Regions from separate parts of the Oryctolagus cuniculus genome. Here regions 2, 3 and 4 are each linked to region 1. A link is a contact called in public Hi-C and Micro-C data. All regions are on one chromosome and are shown on one strand. Each heading gives the region's core, a stretch centred on a gene start, on an enhancer-like site or on the middle of the called end of the contact. The rest is flanking DNA. Distances are from core to core; before and after follow the strand shown.

Region 1 (5,519 bases), core at 1,636-4,135:
GCTACACGCGCACGTACTTTCAAACGTAGACGCACATTTTCTCTTCCCAAACTTTTATTTCAAATCTGCTTTAATCAAACCGAGTTGAGCTTCAAACAGGGGCTGGACGAGAAAGAACACTCTGAAAACGGTACCCAACCCAGCACAGTGCTGGGACAGTGAGCTGGTGCGCCGGAGCTCTCGATCGCGTAAACACGCTCCCAAGACTGCTTCTGCACGTTCACACGTTGAAACAACGTGCTTGGGCTCTGGAAGAACAAAGAAGGAACGCCTTCCCTCTCCACAAACTGACCACGCAGTCTTTAGGTTTTGTTTTTAAAGAACGCCTTCCTTCCCTCGATCTCCATGACTGCAAGTTGAACTAAATATAATTTTCCACTTACGACCCTTCAAACATCAGGGCTATCCCAGGACTCGGCCCACCTGACCCCAGCGATCCCCACCCCTCGCCGCTCTCCCGGCCTCGCCAAGGCTCCCCACGAGCCTGGGCACCAGGTCAGTCTGCGGTGAGCCCAGCAACTTCCGCTTTTCCCCCAAGGGAAAACCCGGTTAGAAAAGCTTCTCCTAGGGTTCCCTCCGCTCGGCCTGGAGATCTCTCGACCACACCCCCACCCTCGCCGCGCCGGAGAATCCCGGATCTGCCAGAACTCCACGCCTGGGGACCCCAACCCCCAAGCACCCTTCAGTCCGAACGGGAAAAAAAATTCGGGATGGGGTCTGCAGAAAGCACGAGTTGGGGAGCGGGACACCAGCCACGTACACGGTGCTCGGGGAAGAGCGCAGCTACAGCCGCACTGTCAGGGCGACCCCCGGCGCTGGGGGCGCCGCCGCACCGGCTGCGCGCCCCAGTCCCCGCCCCGAAGCGAGCGAGCGATCTGGCGCGCCGTCAGGTTTCACTCTTTACTAGAAAGCCGGCTTTTTGTTTAAAAAAAAAAAAAAAAAAAAAAAAAAAAAAAGCCAGGGAGAGAAAGAGAAAGTCTGCTCACGCGTTTGTTTTGGTTTTCCGTCTGTTTGCTTCCCAATTAAAAAGTGGCCGCCGAGGCGACAAGTCTGCGGTTTTCACAGTGTAAAACGGATTAGATGGAAAGCGCCAGCCCCTCTCGACTTTCGCTTGCGGTTTGCAACCCCTGGGGCGGGTCTGACCCCGCGGCACCTGCCCAGGCGAGCTTCCCCGCGGGCTCCACTTCGCGGTTCCGCTCAGCCTGGGCCAGGCGGGGCGGAGCCGAGCTGCGCGCCCCGGGGCGGGAGAGAGGAGAGAGGTTCCCACGGTACCCGGGAACAGCGCGCCCGGGCCCGCAGTTTGCCTCCTTTCTCCTGTTCCTGGGCACCCGCGCTCTCCTCCACAGCTCAGGCCCTGGTCGTGCAGGAGTCCTGGGGCAGCCTGTGGCTGGACAGGGAGGAGAGGGAAGAGCTAAGGAAGATTGTTCTCTGGGGGTGGCACCGGCACCTGGATTGGCCGGTTCGCTTCTTGCTCAGGGCTCTAGATTTTCCCCAGTAAGCAGGACTTGGCTGAGGAGACTTACTTCCTACAGACCGAGAATTCACATGCATATGCCATTTAGTCAAAGAAAAATAAGAAAGCAAAACTGCGCTTCGATCTTCTCCCAATTCCTGTTCTCGCCAAATCAGCGAAGTCTCTCAAAGAGTGGGCTGACGCCGGGGTCGCCGGCGGGCGCAAGGCCAGGGTCCTCTGTGCGCCGGCGCTCCTGCCCGCTCTCTAGCACCGCACCTGCCAGTGAGTTTGCCGAGTATGGGCGCCGAAGGAGCTTCCCAGACCCCCCACCCCCACCCCAGTCCTATCCTGAACACCTGGATCCCAAAGACCTGCGGTCACGGCAACCCTTGACTGTTCTTCCCCGCTGGCCTTCTGCCTTTTAATAAACGAAAATTAGTTTTCTCTAGGGTTGAAGAAACGCCTTTTACTCTTTGCGCCCTGACGCGGGACTTAACGCAGGCTCCTAGACCCGCAGGGAATTAGCAGTAAGGACTGCTGAGAGGGACAGCAGGGCACCCGCCGACGAGGTCCTGCAGGTGACACGGGCAAGGGATCGAGGAAGCCGCCGAGAGCAGCGGATTCCGACAGCCCTGGACGGTCCGGTCCCCTTCTCCAGGAAGACTTAACACCGCCGGCAGCGCGGGCTGCTGACCAGGAGAGCAATGCGCGGGGCGGGGGTTCCACCTCACGAGTCAGCGCGGCGCGGTGTCTGGGGAGGCGCCCCGAGCCTGCAGGGGGCGCTGCTGCCCCGCGGTTCTGCCCGCAACGCCGCGCGCCACCGGCTTCGCAGCTCTGGGCTGCGGTCCCCGGAGGGGGTGGGGACGCTGTGGGAGGAAGGGCGCGAGTGCAGCCGTTAGGTAAGGAACCCGAGCCCTCCCGGATTTGGAAGCGGCCTCAGTGAGGCGTGTGCTGCAGGGAGCTTTCCATCATTCCGCAGCGAGAGGAAACGTGGGGAGGCGCCCTTCCCTGCCCCCACCGCCTGCCTTCCTGCCTCCCACCACCTCCGCTCCCCGACCCCGGCCGTGCTTCCCAGACCCTTTGTTCTCGAGGTTGGGAGCTGCCGGGTGGGGATTCCCCGGGGAAGAGGTTCCCCTTGCTCCCCTCGGAGAGGCCGGGGCAGCCACCTCCCATCCCAGCCCTCCCCGGCGGCGCCCCGCGCTCCACGGCTCCTTCGCGCGCGTCCTCGCGCTTCCTTTCTCGCCCGGACGCCCCAGCTCGCGAGCCTGCAGCGGCCGCATTCCCGCCGCCCTTCCCACTCAGCCGCCACCTCCGAGGTCTCCTGGAAGGGGGTTGGGGAGACAGATGCGAGGGGAAGGAGCGGGCCCCTGGTCTTCCCGGCCCGGAGAATTCCCCCAGGGACCCTTCTAGGCCCCGACCCCTGGGACCGGGCCACGGAGGAAGGGCTTTCCCGGCGCCGCCGCACGCCGGAGGGGCAGCCCCCCGGAGGGATGGCCGCCCCGGCCTTCGCCCACGCCGAGTAGCTGCGTGGCCCGGGGCGCGCGGCCCCGCCGGCCGGGCTCGCACCGTTCGGCCTCCAGACCCCGCTCCCGGAGGGAAGAGGACGCGGCACTCGCGCCCTAGGGAGGCTAATTGCGAACGAACGCCCCCGTGTTCGCCCACCCCACCCTCTGCGGCGCCACCCGCGTCGCCTCTGCGCCGCGCGCGACCCCGAGGGCTCCGGGGATTGTGTCTCCTTGAGTACAGTTACAATGGTGTTCAGCTTAATTTCTCTGTCGGACGAAGGCGGCGTCGCGGAGTGAAGCGGGGGGTGAGGGGGAGGCTGGGGCGGGAAAATGAACCGGGAGCTGAGAGGACGTGGCCGGGGCGGCGGCTCGGGTCCCGAGTCCCAGGTCACCGGGCAGGGCTGCCGGGCCAGGCCCACGCTCGCGCCCTGACAGCTGCAACCCCCCGGAGCTCTGCACGTCCTCGGCCGTTGCGGGTACGCCTCCGCTGGGCGCCTTCCACGCATCCGGCACCAGTGCACGCTCGCGCCCTGGCGGGGGCTCCGCACAAGCCGGGTCACGAAGTAGGTGCCCCCACCCCTCCAGAAGCGGCCGCGGCCCCGAGGCCGTCAGCTTGAGGCTGACTGGAGCCGCGTCCAGACTCTGCGGCGTGACCCTGTGCTCTCCGTCTTGGCGACAGCCGCGCTCGCAGTTTTCTCGGCAGCGGGTTCCCCGGGACACACCCCGTCCCCACCCCCGAGAGCTGGCGGCCAGCTCGGGATGCCAGGCGGCTAGGCGGGCGCTCTGCCAAATTCCGCGTTCCTCTCCAGGAGACCGGGAGTTGCGTCCCAGGCTCGGGAAAGCCCACAGTTCGGGCTTGGGACTCGCTTGCAAAGCCCCCCAAGGCGCCAGGGACGCCTCTGCAGGTTGAATTCCTGCTCCGTATCACTTCAATTTTAATTAATCTTTTAAAACACCGCTGTCACGTCGCTTGCAGAAAATTAATCAAACTTGAATCCTTGTTGCATAGCAAGAATTTCGATCCGAGTCTTTTAAAAAGGACTTGACTTTGCAAAGTCACGTCTTTTACAGTTCCCTCATTCCCCCTTTAGCAAAGGAAATATTGCAAAAGTCAAGACATGTTTGTTTGCTTCTTTCCATCTTCGAAATGAAACTTTCCGTATTTCTGATCTTTATTTTCCAATCTTTGAACAACAAAAAAAAAGAAACCGAGATAAATTGCCTACCTCTGTTAATTCAAAATATAATTACCTTGAATGATCTTTGTTTAAGAGCCCAGATAAACTAAGATAATCTTAATTTTAATGTGACACGACCCCTATTTTTCCTTGTGAATAATGAGAATAAAGAAGTCATTAATTAATACCAAGATATCTCCATAAAAGATGGTATCTGGTCGCGCTGAGACGCTGAAGCATCAGTTGTATTAGTAATTGATACTGTATAATTGAACATGAAGATAGTCATCTATTTTTAACCTCAAAGCCCAGAGTTTATTTGGTGATTACTGAGCTCCTAATAATTAATTTTTGTTCCTTCTTGCTGCTTAAATAATTCTTATGACTCTCAGTCCCCATCCAACACAGAGACTTCTCATTAAAAAATCTACCTCTCAAAACATGATTGTGAAGCTCTACCGCGCAGCACCTCTTTCTGGTCTGCTGTATACAACATATTTGCTCCGTCCTCATGTGTTCCTGTTACATTTCCCCTTGGCTGTGATTTACCTATAAAAATATGAGGACATGATATATGTCTTCTGCCACAGCTTTGTCTTTCTAGGTTCTGTTGGCTTGGTTTTATACACAATACTTAAGACTCCTAGTTTTTCAAGTTTCTCAGATTTGAGGATGAGTTCCATTGAAGAATCAAAAATCTTTGTGCAGCAAAATTGCCGTAGACTGCCCTCCCCCTTAAAACACAGCCCACATTATCACACATTTCTGCTGATAAAAACAGACTTTGCTGAAACAGTTTCCCTCTTTCCATAGCTCTCAAAATTGCCTGGGTTAAATTTACATGTTAACACAACTTTGGACACACACACACACAACACAAATCCTTTCCCAAGAAGTAGACAAGTCTAAATAAGAATAGAAATCTAGACTGTAGCTTTAGCGTGCCTATTTCTTAACATCAATTGGTTGATGTTCCTCACTTTTGAACCAGTGAAGAGAAGGTGTATTTTTCTCACAGGTAAGATAAAGCTCCCTACACACTTTTCCAGTAAGGTGCTTCCCCAAGTAAGTATGAGATGTTTTATCCTGCACAAATATTCTTACCAAAAGCGTATGTTTTACTTAATTGTCAGTGCTGTTCCTACAGGATTGGAAAAGCTTTCCACTTTATTCCTCCCCTCAGTACGATTAAAACTTTAGGTCAATGTATGATGGAGTAATTCTCTCTTCTTGGATTTTATATTTTCCCACTATAATTTAGACTGAAATGGGATTAAAACGGGATCTAGAGTTCTAATCTTGGTTGATGTTTTGGTGTATTCACCGTAATGAGTCCTATTCCCTGGGGTCATGAAGCTCCCAAATGTCAATCAAGCAAACTGA
Region 2 (5,519 bases), core at 1,858-4,357, 860 kb after region 1:
TTTAGCCACAACTGCCTATGAGCACACTGTTGAGAAAATACAGCTCTATTTTGCCCATCTTAGCTTGACAAATTTGGAAGAAGTTAGTATAATGTCAATTATGAGTTTCTGAGTCAAGGATCTGCTGCAAAGATAACAAAGGACAAAGTCAAGTCCCTAACGTGAGGTTTGATCTGGGGAAAATGCCTGTGAAGGTGTCATTGTTTAGAGTGCTTGGGAAATTTTAAAATTACACTTCCCTTAAATTTAAGAAATCCATCTATCATATTCTAGAATGACTGCCAAACTTCCCTTGACATACTTTCATACACATATAAATTGTTTCTATGGCACAGCATGTATCTCACATCACATTAATCAATAATTTAATATTTTCATACTAAATCACTTATGAAATGTTCAATTTATAAATGTAAATGTATATATGATGCCCAAGAACCAATGAAAATGATGAATTTTCTAGATTTATGTGGTATAAATATTTGTAAACTATTTATTAAGTAGTTCTTCAGTGTGAGTTATACTCCTAGAAATCGTTTCTATGGGTGAGCAGATCTGATGAAAACACACACTGAGAAATGATCTTGAAGGCAACCAGGATGCCTCGGTGGAATGAGGACAGAGTCTCTCTGACCAACTGTTCTCCCTGGATGGCAGTCTCTCGCCTGACCACTCCCACTCCCATACATGTTTGCTGACGTCTCCGGCCCAGTGCTTCCTTCTCTCTCTCTCTCTCTCTCTCTCTCTCTCTCTCTCTCAGTAGCCCCCAACCTCGTGCATCAAGCATTCCTGGAGCATGATTACCCAGGGTGTATTTGAGGTTTCACTTGCAGAATTTTTCAGGTACCTGCCTTGTACTGAACATTGGTGCCCATGGTGCCAAATCTTTTTCATAAACATCTAATAGCAACTTTTCTTTTCCAGGTATTATTCCCCTGGATTTTCAGATGCACTTCTGCAGAGGGTGGACAGCTATCAACCTCCTACTAACTAAACAAAGTCATGTTTTTATACCGAGACCACAAAGTCTTTGTGAATAGTAGTTGTTGAAGTTCTTCCTAAATATTTTATCTAAGTAAATAATAGATTTACTCAATGCAAAATACCTTTAAATAAAGTTTTATGCATATATGTGGAAGGTGTCCGGTGCGTAACAAATCTTCCCAGCCAGATGAATCAATTAATTCACAGGCTTTTATTGGGATTCCGCTCCCGGGTGAGGTTTCTGGTCCCAACAGAGCAGGAGCCAGGGAAATCGCGCAGCAGAGGTTGGGAAAGCTTCTTTTACAGATATAAGGCGTGGGAAAGCTTCTTTTATAGATATAAGGTGTGAGGGTTAAAGGTCGAGGCAGGTCTGATCCTCATTGGTTGACCTTTAGGCACCCGCAGGGACCTTGACAAGGACTTTCTGTCCCTGGAAGTGTGGGTAGGGCCTCTCCATTCCCTGAAGTGTAGGCCTTCTCTCCTTGCGGATCCCAAAGCTACCAATATGCAGTACTTTAAAAATTACGAACTTGAATACATGAAGAGCTATTTATAGTCATTTGTATGCATAGAATTTTATCTAAAGGTGGTTTTTTTTAAAAGGCATTAAAGGCCGGCGCCAAGGCTCAACAGGCTAATCCTCCGCCTTGCGGTGCCAGCACACCGGATTCTAGTCCCAGTCGGGCACCGGATTCTATCCCGGTTGCCCCTCTTCCAGGCCAGCTCTCTGCTGTGGCCAGGGAGTGCAGTGGAGGATGGCCCAAGTGTTTGGGCCCTGCACCCCATGGGAGACCAGGAGAAGCACCTGGCTCCTGCCATCGGATCAGCGTGATGCGCCGGCTGTGGCAGCCATTGGAGGGTGAACTGTGGGGAGCAACTGGGAGCAACTCGGACTAGACTAAGTTACTGGAATTAAGACTTATTCTATGCATCTGCTCTCCCACAATATGGCGCTGGGAGAGGAGAAAACAGCTTCTACACAGCTGCCTCCAGTTCAACCAATAAACAGCTCCTGATTGGAGGAGAGCAGTGTACTCGGCGTGTGGGTAGCAGAGTTGGGATTGGCGGAAGAGGACTATAAAGGAGGAGAGAGACAACATGCACCAGGAACATCTAAGGGGAACATCTATCTGAAGGAACACCTGAGCAGCCCCCGAGAGAGCCGGCTGGCGGTGTGCCGCTCCCCCGCGGAAGTGGGGAAAGTGGCAGGGGGAACCGCCCTTCCACGGAGGTGGAAGGGTCGGTAGCCAACCTGGGAAGAACCAGCAGCAAACCCGGGGAGGGCCGAGCAGATAAAAGAACAGCGCAGGGTCCTGTGTCGTTCCTCCACGAAGATGGGGAGCGACAGTGAACCAACGGCAAAGGAAGACCTTTCTCTCTGTCTCTCACTGTCCACTCTGCCTGTCAAAAAAAAAAGGCATTAAAGGGTTTTTAAGGCATTTGTTATTGTTCTTTTAAAAACCACACACGTGCCCCCCCCACCTGATCTAGATGAGAGATGGTGTTTGAAAACCCTCGGTTATTTAATTATTTATTATTTTTTAAATTTTTTGCCAGTCAGAGTTAGACAGTGAGAGAGAAAGAGAGAGAGGGAGACAGAGACAGAGACATAGACAGTGAAAGAGAGACAGAAAGGTCTTCCTTCCGTTTGTTCACCCCCCAAACGGTCGCCACGGCCAGCGCTGCCGATCTGAAGCCAAGAACCAGGTGCTTCTCCTGGTCTCCCATGGAGTGCAGGGCCCAGGCACTTGGGCCATCCGCCACTGCACTCCCCGGCCACAGCAGAGGGCTGGCCTGGAAGAGGGGCAACCGGGACAGAATCCGGCGCCCCGACCGGGACTAGAACCCGGTGTGCCGGCGCCGCTAGGCGGAGGATTAGCCTAGTGAGCCGCTGTGCCGGCCAACCCTCAGTTATTTTGACCAGTTCCTCACAGGCACAGAGAAGGAAAACTGGCCTTGGGAGTTACACAGAAAAATACAGAAGGGAAGCAGTTCCAAGAGGAAGCTGATGGGAGGCACACAGGGCTCGTGAAAAAAACTGCAGTCCGTGGCGAACGCGGGAGGCGGGCTCCAGGCTCCCCTCCTGCGGCTGTGGGCGCTCTCTCCTCCCTGAGCTCCCCGGGCCCAGCGCGGCGTGCAGCGAGGGGAGGCCGCCGGCCGCTCTCAGGGCCGGCCGGAGGCGGGCTCCCCCACCCCTCCTCGCTCGGCCCTCGGCCCGGCCGCATTTCCGGGGATGCGGGGGTCGGGGCGGGAAGCTGCTCACTAAGGGGCCGTGAGGGTTTCGGTAACATCCCAAACACAGCCTTGGCCGCGTCCTGGGCCCGTGGCCCGCCAGAGGCGTCCCGCGGCTGGTTAGGGGCTGTGGGGTGCTCAGGGTCATCTCCCCGAAGAGGAGGCGCCGGGGGCCCGGTGTTCCCAAGTGCAGCTTTCCGTCTCCTCCCTTGTTGTTGTTCTTGCTCTCAAACGCCTTTCTTCGTGGCATTTTCGGAGTTCGTCTCTGACTGCTTTGTTATGTCTGAAAAACTGCGCCATCCCCACGTTGCCCGATTCTTCCGGCCTTAGTCAGGCGGGGATGGCTCAAGATTTCATTTTCCTAATACTTCCTCGGGCCTATTTTGTTTCCTCGCCGCGATTTCTTCAGCTCTGGAATAGGAAAGAGTAACTGTTTCCAATTTGCTGCCTTCCTGCCTGCCCAGTTTGCCTATGAACCTTTTACCAATCTGAGGAAATAAAGTCGTTTTTCTCTTTCTTCTCGAAGACCGTGTCTTTGACAGCCGTGTTGCCCATGACAGAAATTTCTATAGGTGAAAGCCCACCTAGATATTATTGGACGCTGAATTTCTTACCATATATTTTTGCCGTTATACTTTGTGCTTGGAAGTTTTCCCCTTGAAAGTTCATTTCATAATTGACAAACAGAACTAAGAAAGTAATGTAATATTTAATAGGGCTCAGATGGGTATTGTAATTTGATCATATACAATTTGGAAATTTATGCTATGACTACGTTCCTTAACAATGTTTCTTTAAGCAAGATAAAACTCCTTACTTTTTGAAGTCTATTGTGAGGTGTTTTTTTTTTTTTTAAATATATTTCGTTTGTGCTACAGCCAAAACAGCATCTACCATGGGCTATAATCTCTGATATCCTGTCCCCTGGTTTGAACTGTGTCATTTTCTGATTCTCTGTGTAGACCAGCCCCTGTCTCCAAGCGCCCTACCCACGCCCAAGTTTACTTCAAAGGGCATTCTCGTTGGGTTCGGTAACCTGGATGAACAGCTGTTTTTTCAGTACTTTGTGTTCAGGAATAGAACTGATTGAACTCAACTGCTATCATGTCAGTCAGGTTGCGGAAAGAGTGGAATCAGCGGTTCCTGGAAAGAGAGGCTGAAAACCCGGCTTCCAGGTCCGCAGTAGGGGCGACCCTACACGCTCGCTCACTCACCGGATGCTTGTGAAAACCCCATGCAGTGGAGCAGGTAAGAGTCTGTAAACTGTTCTGTACAAGCCTGATCAGTGACTTATGGGAAATCTGATAGCCAATGACAGATGGACACACTGTGGTCCGCAAGTGCGCAGTCTCCCCCAGGCCCCCAGCTCTTAGATAAGAGGAGTTTAAGCCGGATGATTTATGATAAAGAAAAGCTACATTTCCTGCCCTCATGGAGCTTTCTAATATAAACTCATTTGTCCAGACACCGAGAGTAAAATAGGCACAAGACACTGAACATGAAGCAGGCATACTTAATTTAGTATGTAAAAACAGACGACAACCTCGTATTTACAGGACACTGACCTGTTTTTCTAACCCTTTTCTCTCGAAGAAAACCCTGCCCCTAAAGAAAGGATGAAAGGTTTGCTTGTTTCAAAATTTGATTTGAGGTCCTGCTCAACAGAAACCCTGACCTTAAATTCCTGGGCGAGGCCATCTCCAATCCACCATGCTGTGTTTAGAAGCTGACCTTGAAAGGAGGAGGAATGTTTCTGTTGTGTTTCAAATAACCAGCCCCTGAAGACTGGCATTAGCAAATGTTGAGGCTTAGGTAGACTCTGGCTGATTTTGCCACAAAATTCCCTGTTCAGAAAGTATTGATTTGTAGCTATTCTGTTTTTTTTTTTTTTCCCAGAGATTAAAAAGATCAAATGACAGTCTTAACTATTGCATTTCCCAGTTGTCGAAGAGATTTTTGACTTTCAAAATTGGATTTGTTCAGGCATTTTACTTTCTAGTATGACTTCCTATGCTTTGAAAGGGCCTTGGCAGGCCTTACAACCAGGCACATGGTCAGGGATCATACTTTAAAGAATGGCGGGCTTATTGATTGTGTAAATATCACAGTTTTAAAAATTTAGGCAATATATGAATGGATTTTAAAAAGCAAAAGCATCACTCCGGCTGTCACAATCCAGAAAAGAATTGACACGAACAAGTTAACATAATTCCCAATAGCTCTCTAAGGCTTTGTATGGTGAGAACATGGTAGAAAAATATATTTATGTTATGCACCTTACTTTAAAATAATAGCGACAGTCA
Region 3 (5,519 bases), core at 1,761-4,260, 780 kb after region 1:
CTGCCCAGACCTCAGTGCATGGGACACTGGTTTCCCAAAAAAGAGACAATGCCACCTTCAAGACAGTCACGTTTGCGCCATCATTATACATAACATTTCAGGTCCTCTAACTTGGTTATGCAGTATGTAATACCTTTGTTTTTAATAAAAGTATGTAAATACGGAGTTATTTCAGTGATTTTTAGATTTTGTCTTGGTAAAATGATTCCCAAAGCTTGACCAATTACATGCAGTTGCTAACTGAATTCCCTATTAAATACTGAAATATTTTAATTCTCTTTTGCAGTAGATTTACTATCAGATAAAACTCAACTGATTTTTATTACAAACAAGCCTTTTATTACTTAAATGTTTTAGATAATCTCACCATGGCACCTACTTTACCCTAAACCCCATTTTGCTCCCTAAGCACTTACAGCGCCTCAAGCTATTACAGCCCTTAAAACAGTGACTAGTAGATGCTTGCTGATTGAGTTAGCACAGGCTGCAGTATATGCCAGTAGAGTAAGTAGATGTCCGTCTCTTACTAGACACAATCTCATTAACAACATGTTTAGCACATTGGTGTTTAATATGTATTTGCCTTGATTCACCTTAATAGCAGTTTTTGAAGTATAGCTGTTAACACCTACTTAGCATATATTACACTTTAACTTTTAAAATTCAGCCAACAGTTGGGGAAAAAATATGTATACTGAAGTTAGCAAAGCTTTTTAAAAATTTTTAAAAAGTACATGTAGCAAAGGAGATCTGTAAAGAAAAACAGAAGACTTAAAAATTGGCTTGTGTTTGCAGACTTTTGCAAAAGTAAAGAAGGAATTAAGTGAACAATTATTCTGAAGTAATACACTATAGCTTTTTACAAAAGGAGCCCCAAACTTCCAAGTAAGCATTTCATGGAAACACTTTTGCAAGTTGTTCAGATATTTCATGTCAGTCAAATGTATTGTTTCAAGTGTCAAATACATTGTAGATCTCCAAATAGGCTGGCACTTACAGTCATGAGTTTAATAACACTTAAAAAAAAAACAACCCTGAAGTATCCTTTTGAATAGTTTTTTCACTGGTTAACTATTAGCTTAGGGGTGTGTGTGTGAGATCTTGGGGTATTCAATTAATTTAGTAAAACAGTACTATTTTGTTTCAAGTTAGTAAGTTGAAAAATGTATCAGAAAATTTGGACTGGTTTTCTTGTCAGTAAAGGTAATGATTACCATATTTTATATTTGAATTACTAGTAATTTCACTTATGTATATCATGATCATTCCATATTACATTTCCCAATAAACTTTGAAGGCTTTTTAAAGAAAGCTAGAATAAAGAGCAGAGATTAGCTTTTTAAATATTTCCATTTTAGATGTGAAATAAAGTAAATGTCCTATATTGTGTTTTTCCTCAGGAACAATAATAGAATTCAACTCACAGACATTGTTGAATTCAACTCACAGACACTGTTAGTAACAAATACTGAGATTCTGTATTTTAAAATAATTAACATACCATTTGAACTTTCCAAAGTTTGTAGCATTCCCTATGTGGACTGTTTGATGTCTGTAGGTTTAGACCCCCACCTCTATGCCCACCACTGAGCTCTTAACACTTTTAAAGTAGGAAATATATAGTAAGACAATTGCTAGAAATGACAGATGTAGGAGCTTAGACTTTTGAGTTATTTAAGGACTGAAATCAAATATGAACCTTGTAGTGTTGAGGGGATTTTCTTCTCATGGTGCAAACAAGGAGCTGAAACAAATAGCCATGGTTTACTTGCAATCTTAGTAATTTCCTCACTCTGTTTTCCCCTACTTCTCTAAATGGGAACATACAAACACTTGACAGGACCTGTTCCCTGGGGAAAATGTGATCACTGTGAACCTTAGGTTTAAAGTTTGGTACATTTTGGCTTTTTCACTGGCTTCTGAACTACAGAAGCCAAAGACAGGTACCTTGCCCTGGGGGGTATAAGAAACCTGTCTACATACACTTACTCTGCTTCCTGATTGCTGACTCCTTCCCCAACTGTTCTGAGACCCACGAGGGATCAGGGCTTCATCAGAGATCTCGTGAGCATTAAGGTGAGACCTAAGATTACTACAGAGAATCACTCCAAATATGACAGCCAGCCAGGTTTGCATGCTGTCTTCTCTTGAAGAAGATACCCAGGAGTTTCCTGTGCTGGTCCTGCCAAGCCACAGCTGTGACTTAGGTACCCGCTCCATTGCTGGTGAATCACTGACGTTGACATTTGCCATTGGAACAGTCGGAATACGGCTTTCAAAGACGAGCTAGAAACCAGTGATAGACTACCTACTTCCATTTTGCTATAAGAAACTGAGTTGTTACATAAGCTAGGGAAAAGTGGCTTCCCAGGTGAAGATTCTCTCTTCTGCAAATGGCATTCAGCTACCTAAATGAAGGCTAAACTTAAAGACAAATACAAAGTGTGTCTTCAAATCACATGAAAGTGAGGAGACAGCAAACTAGCGGTACTTGGGAAAAAGCCATGCAACGCAGAGCATGTGCCATACTGTGTCTTGCTCTGCTTCCAGGGTGTACGCACACCAGAAACGCCACGCTTCAGCAACAATGCACCCGTGGGATCACACGCGTCACGTGCGAGATTCCGCTGGGCCGTCGGCGCTCGGACAGCTCGGCTGCTGCGGTTTGCTTTTCGCACCGCTCGCCCTTCACCCAGGCTCTGTCCGCACTTGGGGCTCTCCCCGCGCCCGGCCCGGCCCTCGGTGCAGTCGGGAAGCCACGCCGGCTGGGGTCGGTGTGCGCAAAACCCTGCACTCCTTGTGGACAACTGTACCACTCGCCAGCCCGGAGGGGCAGCGGCTCGGGCAGGTGCATGGTTCCCGCGGTGGTTGGGCGGGGTGGGCGCTCGCCCGGGCGGCCCCTGAGGACGGAGTTCCCCCGGGGCTGGCCGGGTTCTCGCCGCCCTGCGCGGGCGCTGGGACACCGCGGCCGTGACGTCAGGCCCGGGACTGCCCGTTGCCATGAGACGGCCGGTTTGCGATCCCGTCGGTTGCGCGGGCGCCGAGTGTACACAGAAACGGCAGAAACGGACCCCGTCGGCGGCACAGGCGCCGCCGCGGCCGCGCCTTCCGCGGATTCCCACGACACCTGGGCTCAGAGGGGTCCCAGGCCGCGGCGAGAGCCATGAGCCAGCGGCAAGTGTTTAACGGTAGGGCCGGGGGCGAGCAGTGCCCCGACGGGCGGGCGGCGAGTGGCGGGCGGCGGGCCACGGCGCCCCCGCCGCTCCACAGGGTCTCTCTTCTGCAGTGTTCGAGCAGTACCAGAAAGCCCGCGTCCAGTTCGTGCAGATGGTAGCGGAGCTGGCGAACAAACCGCAGAACATCGAGATCCTGCAGAACGCGGGTGAGCTCTCGCCCTGATCCCCACGGCTCGGTGTCCCAGCCTCGCCTGGCCCTTTGGACCCCGGGCACCCCCTGCGCCTCTGGCCTCGCCTCCCCCGCGTTCCCAAAGCTCCACCTTGTCCCCGCTTCCGGCCGTCCGGCTCCCCCGCAGGCTGAGCTTTTGCGGGAGCCGCGGGATGGGGACGCGAGGACCGCGACTTAAGTTCCTCACCCCCCTCCAACCCGCAAAGGCGGAATCATAGGGATGAAGCCCCCAGACTGGTGAGAGGGGCCCAGTGTTCCCGATTTCCATCTTCACTGAAGTCTGGCGAGTGTCAGGTTGAAAGTCAAGGCTGCACGAATTGCCTGGAAGTCATTTTACGTAAATGAGAATCTACCCTAATCAGACCCATTTTATCCGGGTGCCAGTGCGCGTCACCCTGCCTTTGATCACCTTTTGAATTCTTCACAGCAAAGGAATTCCAGAGTGTTTTGCACACTATTTCTCGTCTTGCATTAATGGAAGAAGGATATGCTTGAATCTTTTCCAAGAAATTTAAAAGTAGTTAAAAACCTGGCTTTGCCTAAATCCTTATGGTAACTCTCACTCCACTCTTCAGTCCGAACTCTTGGAGAAGAGAAAGGGATTTTCTTATCTGTGAACATAAACGGACAGAGACAATAATGGTTTTCTTTGTTTGATTAAGGATGATTCTGATACCGTCTGAACTGTAAGGTAGCATTTTATTACTGCTCTGTCATAAGAAGCCTTCAGTTTACAGAGTGTCGTGTTTAAAACTAATTTAGATTAACACAGAAAATAAAATTAAGAATATTGACAGTGCAAGAATATTTGAAGAGGATGTTTACTATATTTACTTTTTTTTTTTTTTGAGGGGAATTTCGACTGTTCTTATGTGGTAATTTCTTTCGTCACTGGGGTTTTGGTGTTTATTTCTCCAGTGTTTTCACTGGTGTATGTGTGAGTGGGGATGTTTAGCGAGGAGAAAGTGTATTTTATAGCCTCTAAAAAAGCTTTCCAGTTTGCAGTTGGACATAACTGTAGATTCACAAGCAGTTGTAAGAAATAATACAGAGGGATCCCAGGTACTCTTTATTCAGTGTCCCCCCTACCCCCAGCAGTGACAGCTTGCAAAAGTGTTGGATAATATCACAGCTGGGATGCTATTAATAAAAACTCATGGGTCTTATGTAGGTTTCCCTGCAGCTTTGTGCTTGTTTTGTCCAACACAATTTTATGCCACATGTTTCACTCCCTCCACAGTCAAGAGGCAGCACACTTTCATCATCACAAGGAGCCCTTGTACTGTCCTTTTATAACCACACCCACCTGCTGTCCCCAAGCCTGGCTGTTCTCTATTTCTAAAATGTCAATTCAAAATTGATCATTTTATTCTGTAATTGTTTCTTGTGGATGAATTCTCTCCTCCCCCCCCCCCCCCTGTAAATGTGTGGTATGTACAGAGAGTACTGGCCTCACAGTGTTTCAGATATACAGGTTAGATTTATTAGAGCACATCACATTTTTAAAATGCAGTTAATATTTAAATGTTTTCCCTGAGTCCTACTCAATGGCCTTTGTCAATACACACAAACATTAGCTTTCTGGGCAATATGTATAATGACAAATTGAAACCTTATTTTTTAAATGGTAAAATAATTGATATTTCAAAATTTTAATGCAGAAATATTGAAGTATACACAACACTTATGATATAGGAGTACCAGTTTTAGCAGAATAGGGGCAGGTTACCTTTTCCATGAGAATACAATGTAGAGTATACCATGGAATTTAAGGCTAAGTGATCATAATAGTTTAAATTACTGATGACATTTTACACTTATATTCTGGCTTATGAAAGAATGAAATGCAAAATGAATATGACTGTTTTAAAATTATTTGCACTCTGACTGCTATCTTAATGCATGCTAAGATTTTCCTTTTCCTGAATAACTTAATTTATTTTATAGTATCTAGGCTCAATTCAAGCGTTCCTTTAGTAATTTTTAATATAATATCCTTGAATTGAATATTCCACTATATTTTTCCTTTTAATTAAAAAGCAACCTGTAAGCTTTGTTATGAAGACTTTTCTTTACTAATAGTCATTAACTTATAACCATTCAATTGGCTTATT
Region 4 (5,519 bases), core at 1,527-4,026, 760 kb after region 1:
TTTAAAACGAAGCTGTCTTAAGTTTATTTCATGGATGAAATAAAATACATCCCTTATCTTAGACTGGCATAGTATACATGCCAGTTAAAACTTATGGATATCTCATTTTTTTCTCCACATGGATATTCAAGGAACTCTTTAATCTTAAAGGCATACCTTCCTTGGGCTTTCTTCCCACACAAGTGAAAGCACTTATACATTATAAAAAAAAGATTTTAATTCATAAAACTAACAAATGTAGGAATGAGGCCTTTGGGAAAAGCTGACCACATAGATTCTGTAAAAGTCCCAGCCCATTTTAATGGTAATCACAGTTGGTTTCTAGAAAGAGTTAACTAGCCAGTTCAAAAAATACAATTTATTTAGAAACTCTAAAACATTGTTAAAAATTATCCTTTTGAGTTTTTCAAATAATTTCTAGATTCTCTAAAAGAAAAACAAATTTATCAGCATTCTGCCTTAATATTTACAGTTTATGATACATAATGAACATGAAGATGTCTGATATTTATTTAGTTATTTCAGCTGCACATAATTATACTGTTGAAAGTCTCTTTGAGGCCAAATTTACTCTACTGGCTTTCAGTGGAATTATTAAAATTTTTAATGAAAGTTCCAATGGTTATTTCATTGATCAAAGAAAAAATTTTAAATACTATTTTTCAGAATACGTTCATAGTTTTTCTAACAATATAAAAAGCATTGGTTTTATTGCTGAAACCAAGGGAATCTACATCTGGGTAGTCATGCCTTTTAATGATTATACTTCTATGTATTTCAATAGCTTGTCAAAGACACACATGTTCTACATTTAAACAAATATTTAATCCTGTGCTTCCTTCAAAGGGAGTTGAAATAAATGTACCTGTAGTAGGAAATTTTAGTTTTTTTAGCAGCAGAAAACATTGTGGTTAAAATTTTTGTGAGAGCTGGAAATGTACCCATAACTTGGGCCTAACACATGAATATATTTAGGCAGAAGAGGACAAACATCCTCCAAGAGAAAGTACTTACATATGGGCCAGAGTAACGTGACAGCTATTATGGAAACAATCTTTGTGAATTTCCTAACTTTTATGCACACAAACTCAACCACTTGTGTTCACTTGCCTCTTTTAAAATAACATTTAAAAATCTATGCTCATGGACAAATGCATTCTTTTTTTTACAGTAAATTCTTTAGGATTAGAATAATCAACTCAAATGCTATTAGAGTATTAGTAGTGTTATCCTAGTTCATAAAATATATATGTATATGTAATAAGAATAATGAGTTTTGGTGTTAATATTGTTTAACATTTGCACAACTCTTCCTGTAAAACAGTCCCTAGGTAAATCAGGTATCTTGGTATTTTCAACTGACTTGTCACTGAAGAGAAACAAGGGAATGAGAATGAGAGATGAGAAGAAAATATGAACGTGATGAATAGGTGTTTATTTCAAAAAGACCCCAGGGAGATTCAGGAGCCCCTCGCTGCTGTGTGTGTTCCTTCTGCGGGAAGAGCTCGTGCACGCGCCTTTCAAAGCTTCCAGAGCAGGACGGAGCAAAGTTCCTGCAGCTGTTCCTGATGTTAATCACCCCACTAGGACACGAGGTGCTCTCCGCGTGCTGGGGCAAGGTTGGACGTTGACTATATGCGTTAAAAACGCGTGTTTGCAAATATATATAAGTCAATTACGCCAGAGAAAGCTTCACCTTGAGCTCACGTAGTCAACCACCGCTCCTGTAGAGCCAAACAACTTTCTCGTCCATAGCCTTTCCCTCCGTCCCTCAACAACGCGCACATTTTACTTTTCAAGTTCTTTTGCTGGAAAATGCCTCATCTACTTTGCTTCGCGGGTTCTTTCTTCTTCGTTTTGAAGAATCTTTCTGGTTCTCCAAACCAACTTCGTAGTAGAAGAGGGGAAGTTAAACTTTATTGAATCTTTGAAGTGATGGCTATTGGAAACAGTAATTCACTTCTAATAAAGATCCTGCCATTCCCAACTGTACTGATAGCCATCTAATGTATTTATCAAGATTCTATTAAGTCATTAAAACCGGACCCACGGCTGCAATGCACAAAATTTTTATCTCCGTTTGCTTTTGAAAAGTATTTGTAGCGGCATAGATGATTTTTAAGCATCCTATGAAATATATCCATCAAGAAGATGATTTTTAAGCATTCTTGTCAAGTGTCTCCCAACAGCTGAGCTGGAGTGCGTTCACGCGCTCACTGTGTGCATGCGTGCGTGTGCAAACACACACCACGTAGTAAGGACTACTGCCGTATTCCAGAAACGGCTAAGAAAAGGTAAGAATAAACCAGAATTGTATGACTAGATTTCCAGTCTCGGGCGAAAGGGCAGTGCTGCGCAGTTAACCTAGTTAACACCCCCCCACACACCCCCACACACACCCCAGTTGCCTTAAATCGGAGTTTCCCGCAGGATTTCGCGCTGAGGGAGCAGCGGGGAGGCTCGGTTTGCGGGTTGGTGGGGACTGGGTCCTGGATCCCGACACCTCCCACCACTTCCCCGGGGTCTCTCCGGGAACGGAGCCGGCGAGCGCCGAGGGGAGGAGACAGCGCGCGGCGCGTCCACAATGCGCCCATGGCCGCCCCTCTCGCCGAGCCGCCGCCGCTCCCGCGGAGGGAACTGCTAGGCGGAAGCGGCGGCGGGCGGCGGCGGCGGGGGGCGCGGGGCGGCGGCGCGGGCCGGGAAGCCGCCCGGGAGGTCACCGGGGAGGCCCCGCAGCCCGCGCCGCCACCCCGGCCCGCGTGCGCGCGCGGCCGCATCAGCTGAGCGCGCGGCGGGTGTCACGTGGTGCGCGTGTCGAAGGTCACGGCGCGCTCACAATGGAGCTCTCGGAGTATGTGCAGAAAGGCTTCCAGATGCTGGCGGATCCCGGCTCCTTCGACTCCAACGCCTTCACGCTTCTCCTCCGGGCGGCGTTCCAGAGCCTGCTGGACGCCCAGGCGGACGAGGCCGTGTTAGGTAAGCCGCTCGGCTTTGAGCTGGACCGGCCTGGGTGGAGGGGCGCTCCAAGAAGAGGAGCTAGACCGAGCGAGCGGGGGAGAGCCCCGGGAAGAGGAAGTCTCCGGGCTTTGCCCTTCGCTCCGGACGGAGTGTGGGGACGTGGCTCTGCTGGGACCCAGAGCGGACTCTGAGCATTGTTCTGGCCACACTTGGCACCTGCACAGAGCCAGCCACACGTTCCTCGCCTGATTTCCCACCCGGTCTCTTTGTTCCTTTGTAAAGCCCGTGTTCCAGCCTTGTTTGTGGCCTAAACATCTAAGGTTTTCAGCCTGGTGTGAGCTGGCGGCTGTTTTGACACTTGGACTTCATCAGGGGCGCTCCCAGCAATTCAGGCTTCTTGGGCTAGGCTGGCAAACGTTTAAAAGGGACTGTTTCCGAAGTAATTACTGGCTCGAATAGTGTTGACAACTTCCAACCTAGAGAATACCTCTGGCTGCTAGGATCGCTGCAGCCCTCTAGTTCAGTGTGTTGTACCCCGGTTCTACTCCTAAGACATGAAAGTGGGGTGCGTAGTGCTTTGTCCCGCACCCCTTACCTGGAGGCGAGCCTCTCAAGCGACCTGGTCAGTGAATGTCAGTGCGGAGTGAAAGCATTTTAAGACAGATAGCTTTTAGATAATTTTGTTAAATATCAGTATCCCTAAAATTCAAGATTTTGCCTTTTTCTGTAGTACATGAATTAGACACTTGCACAGAAACATCTGAAAGTGGAAGTTCTTTAAACGAAAATAGTAACCGCCACCTGGGTTCATCTCAAAAATCACGTGGCTATCAAAGCCTGAAAATATTGATAGGATTTTGAAATTTGCATTTTGTATTCTGAACTCATGCCCTCTCTTCCACTTCTTGGTGTGTCCACAGAGCCAGATACCCTAAAATTGATAATTTCTAAAGCAAAAATATTCATTCTGAAATTTATACTGTGTAACATACCTATTTCCTTGTTCCTTTTAATTTATTCTATCCAGTGTTAGAAGGACCACTGTTATTTTTTTCTTTGGAGTGATAATGTCTTTTGGAAATAATAAAAATATTAAGGAAAAATAATTGAAACCAGATAACAGAATTATTGATGTTTACTGTTTTGAAGTTGATTTTGTTGCTAATCTCATTTACTTAGAATTGGCACTCCTTTTATTTGAATTCTCTTTGTTATCTTGCTAAAAAGAGGTTTTTACCCGAATTAAAATATCCTCTTTATGGAACCTACAATAAAGAATTTTTCTTAATTATCACTGTCCTCACTGGCAATTTGTTTTAGATCACCCAGATTTGAAACATATTGACCCAGTGGTTCTAAAACATTGTCATGCAGCAGCTGCAACTTACATACTGGAGGCGGGAAAGCACCGAGTTGACAAATCAACTCTGAGGTACAGAATTTATTTAAATATCCATTTATTTTCAAATAGTACCTTTATTATTCCAATCTCAGTTCTGAAAATGGAAACTGAACTTTGGCTTCCCTTCTGCTACACAGCTCTTACCTAGAAGACTGTAAATTTGACAGAGAGCGAATAGACCTGTTTTGCACGGAATATCAGGTTACTTACTTTATACTTTTAAATTAACGATTACTGTTTTTCTTCTGCTCTGTTTGCAAAGACGTATTCTCTTTCTTTTTTTTCTCCCTCCCCAGAATAATAAGAATTCCCTAGAAATCCTACTGGGAAGGTAGGTTCTGTGTAAGGTGTCCAGCTGAGGCACTTTTCACTTGCAGGTATGAATGGAGAGTGCTAGGCTCAAACAAAACAGGGCAGGAAAACCTGGGATCCTGACTCAAAGAAAAGGGGCCAGAGGGCAAGTGAAACAATTGAAGTTAAGCTAATGTTTTTAAAGATGAAGTTTATTGAGATAATTTTAAGATGCTCTTTTACTATTGAAAATGACATTTCACAATATTTTAAATTCAAAATGGATTAAAATGAGAAGGGGGCAAAAGATAGATACCATTTGTAATAAATACTAAACATTTTCTGTAGATATTATGTGCATAATTGTCACTGTATCTTTCAGCATAAGTAGATCTCTCCCTCATATAACTGATGTTTCTTGGCGCTTGGAATATCAGATAAAGGTAAAGTTGAACAAATGGTTCTCTAAGAGGGTTTAGGGAATGTTAAAGAAATAAAGGTTAATATGAACATGTTCTTTTTTTCTTTTAGACCAATCAACTTCATAAGATGTACAGACCTGCATATTTGGTGACTTTAAATGTAGAGGTATTTATAGATAAACCCTACCAAAAAGTGAAGTGTATGGTAGTAAAATTTAACATTTTCTTGATTTAAGTAAACAGCCTTTCTCTTTCTTCTCTAGAACACTGATTCCGGGTCCTACCCAGAGATTAGTTTTAGTTGCAACATGGAACAGTTACAGGTACAGTATTAGGATCTGTGAATATGACTATCTTTTTATAGACATTTAGCTGGGAATTATATGAATGGAAAGTTCAAAAAGATAATAATCAGAACAGCTATCAGCAGATAATGAAGATAGATT

Evidence for each region. A called contact is a pair of places that touch in the nucleus more often than the background predicts.
Region 2: a contact with region 1 is called in a Micro-C map of ear pinna, with 4 times the contacts expected there. The contact joins two enhancer-like sites.
Region 3: a Hi-C map of embryonic fibroblasts shows a contact between it and region 1, with 3 times the contacts expected there. The contact joins the promoter of SPAG6 here to the enhancer-like site in region 1. A contact is called at or near these places in 2 of 6 Hi-C or Micro-C datasets (embryonic fibroblasts and psoas muscle).
Region 4: a contact with region 1 is called in a Micro-C map of ear pinna, with 5 times the contacts expected there. The contact joins the promoter of LOC127483561 here to the enhancer-like site in region 1. A contact is called at or near these places in 2 of 6 Hi-C or Micro-C datasets (ear pinna and an unstated tissue).

The regions. Positions count from the first base shown.
Region 1 is chr13:47,803,771-47,809,289 of mOryCun1.1, forward strand. No RefSeq gene overlaps it. Among named protein-coding and RNA genes, the nearest start is that of SKIDA1, 21 kb to the right of the region's middle. Within about 2 kb of position 2,886, at least 4 of the 8 cell types and tissues checked have an H3K27ac peak or open chromatin away from gene starts, as enhancers often do. A contact at or near this core is called in ear pinna, where this site is marked.
Region 2 is chr13:48,667,609-48,673,127 of mOryCun1.1, forward strand. It overlaps SPAG6 (sperm associated antigen 6), which reads left to right. Exons shown (of 10, transcript XM_051820697.2): 10 at 925-1,134. The coding sequence ends at 990. Among named protein-coding and RNA genes, the nearest start is that of SPAG6, 80 kb to the left of the region's middle. Within about 2 kb of position 3,108, at least 3 of the 8 cell types and tissues checked have an H3K27ac peak or open chromatin away from gene starts, as enhancers often do. A contact at or near this core is called in ear pinna, where this site is marked.
Region 3 is chr13:48,587,389-48,592,907 of mOryCun1.1, forward strand. SPAG6 (sperm associated antigen 6) reads left to right here and starts at 3,011. Exons shown (of 10, transcript XM_051820697.2): 1 at 3,011-3,188; 2 at 3,287-3,382. The coding sequence starts at 3,164.
Region 4 is chr13:48,559,271-48,564,789 of mOryCun1.1, forward strand. LOC127483561 (potassium/sodium hyperpolarization-activated cyclic nucleotide-gated channel 2) reads right to left here and starts at 2,777. Exons shown (of 2, transcript XM_051821448.2): 1 at 2,400-2,777; 2 at 1,415-2,284. The coding sequence starts at 2,777. The coding sequence ends at 2,159. COMMD3 (COMM domain containing 3) reads left to right here and starts at 2,744. Exons shown (of 8, transcript XM_008268283.4): 1 at 2,744-2,976; 2 at 4,279-4,390; 3 at 4,498-4,561; 4 at 4,657-4,691; 5 at 5,034-5,094; 6 at 5,183-5,239; 7 at 5,337-5,396. The coding sequence starts at 2,838.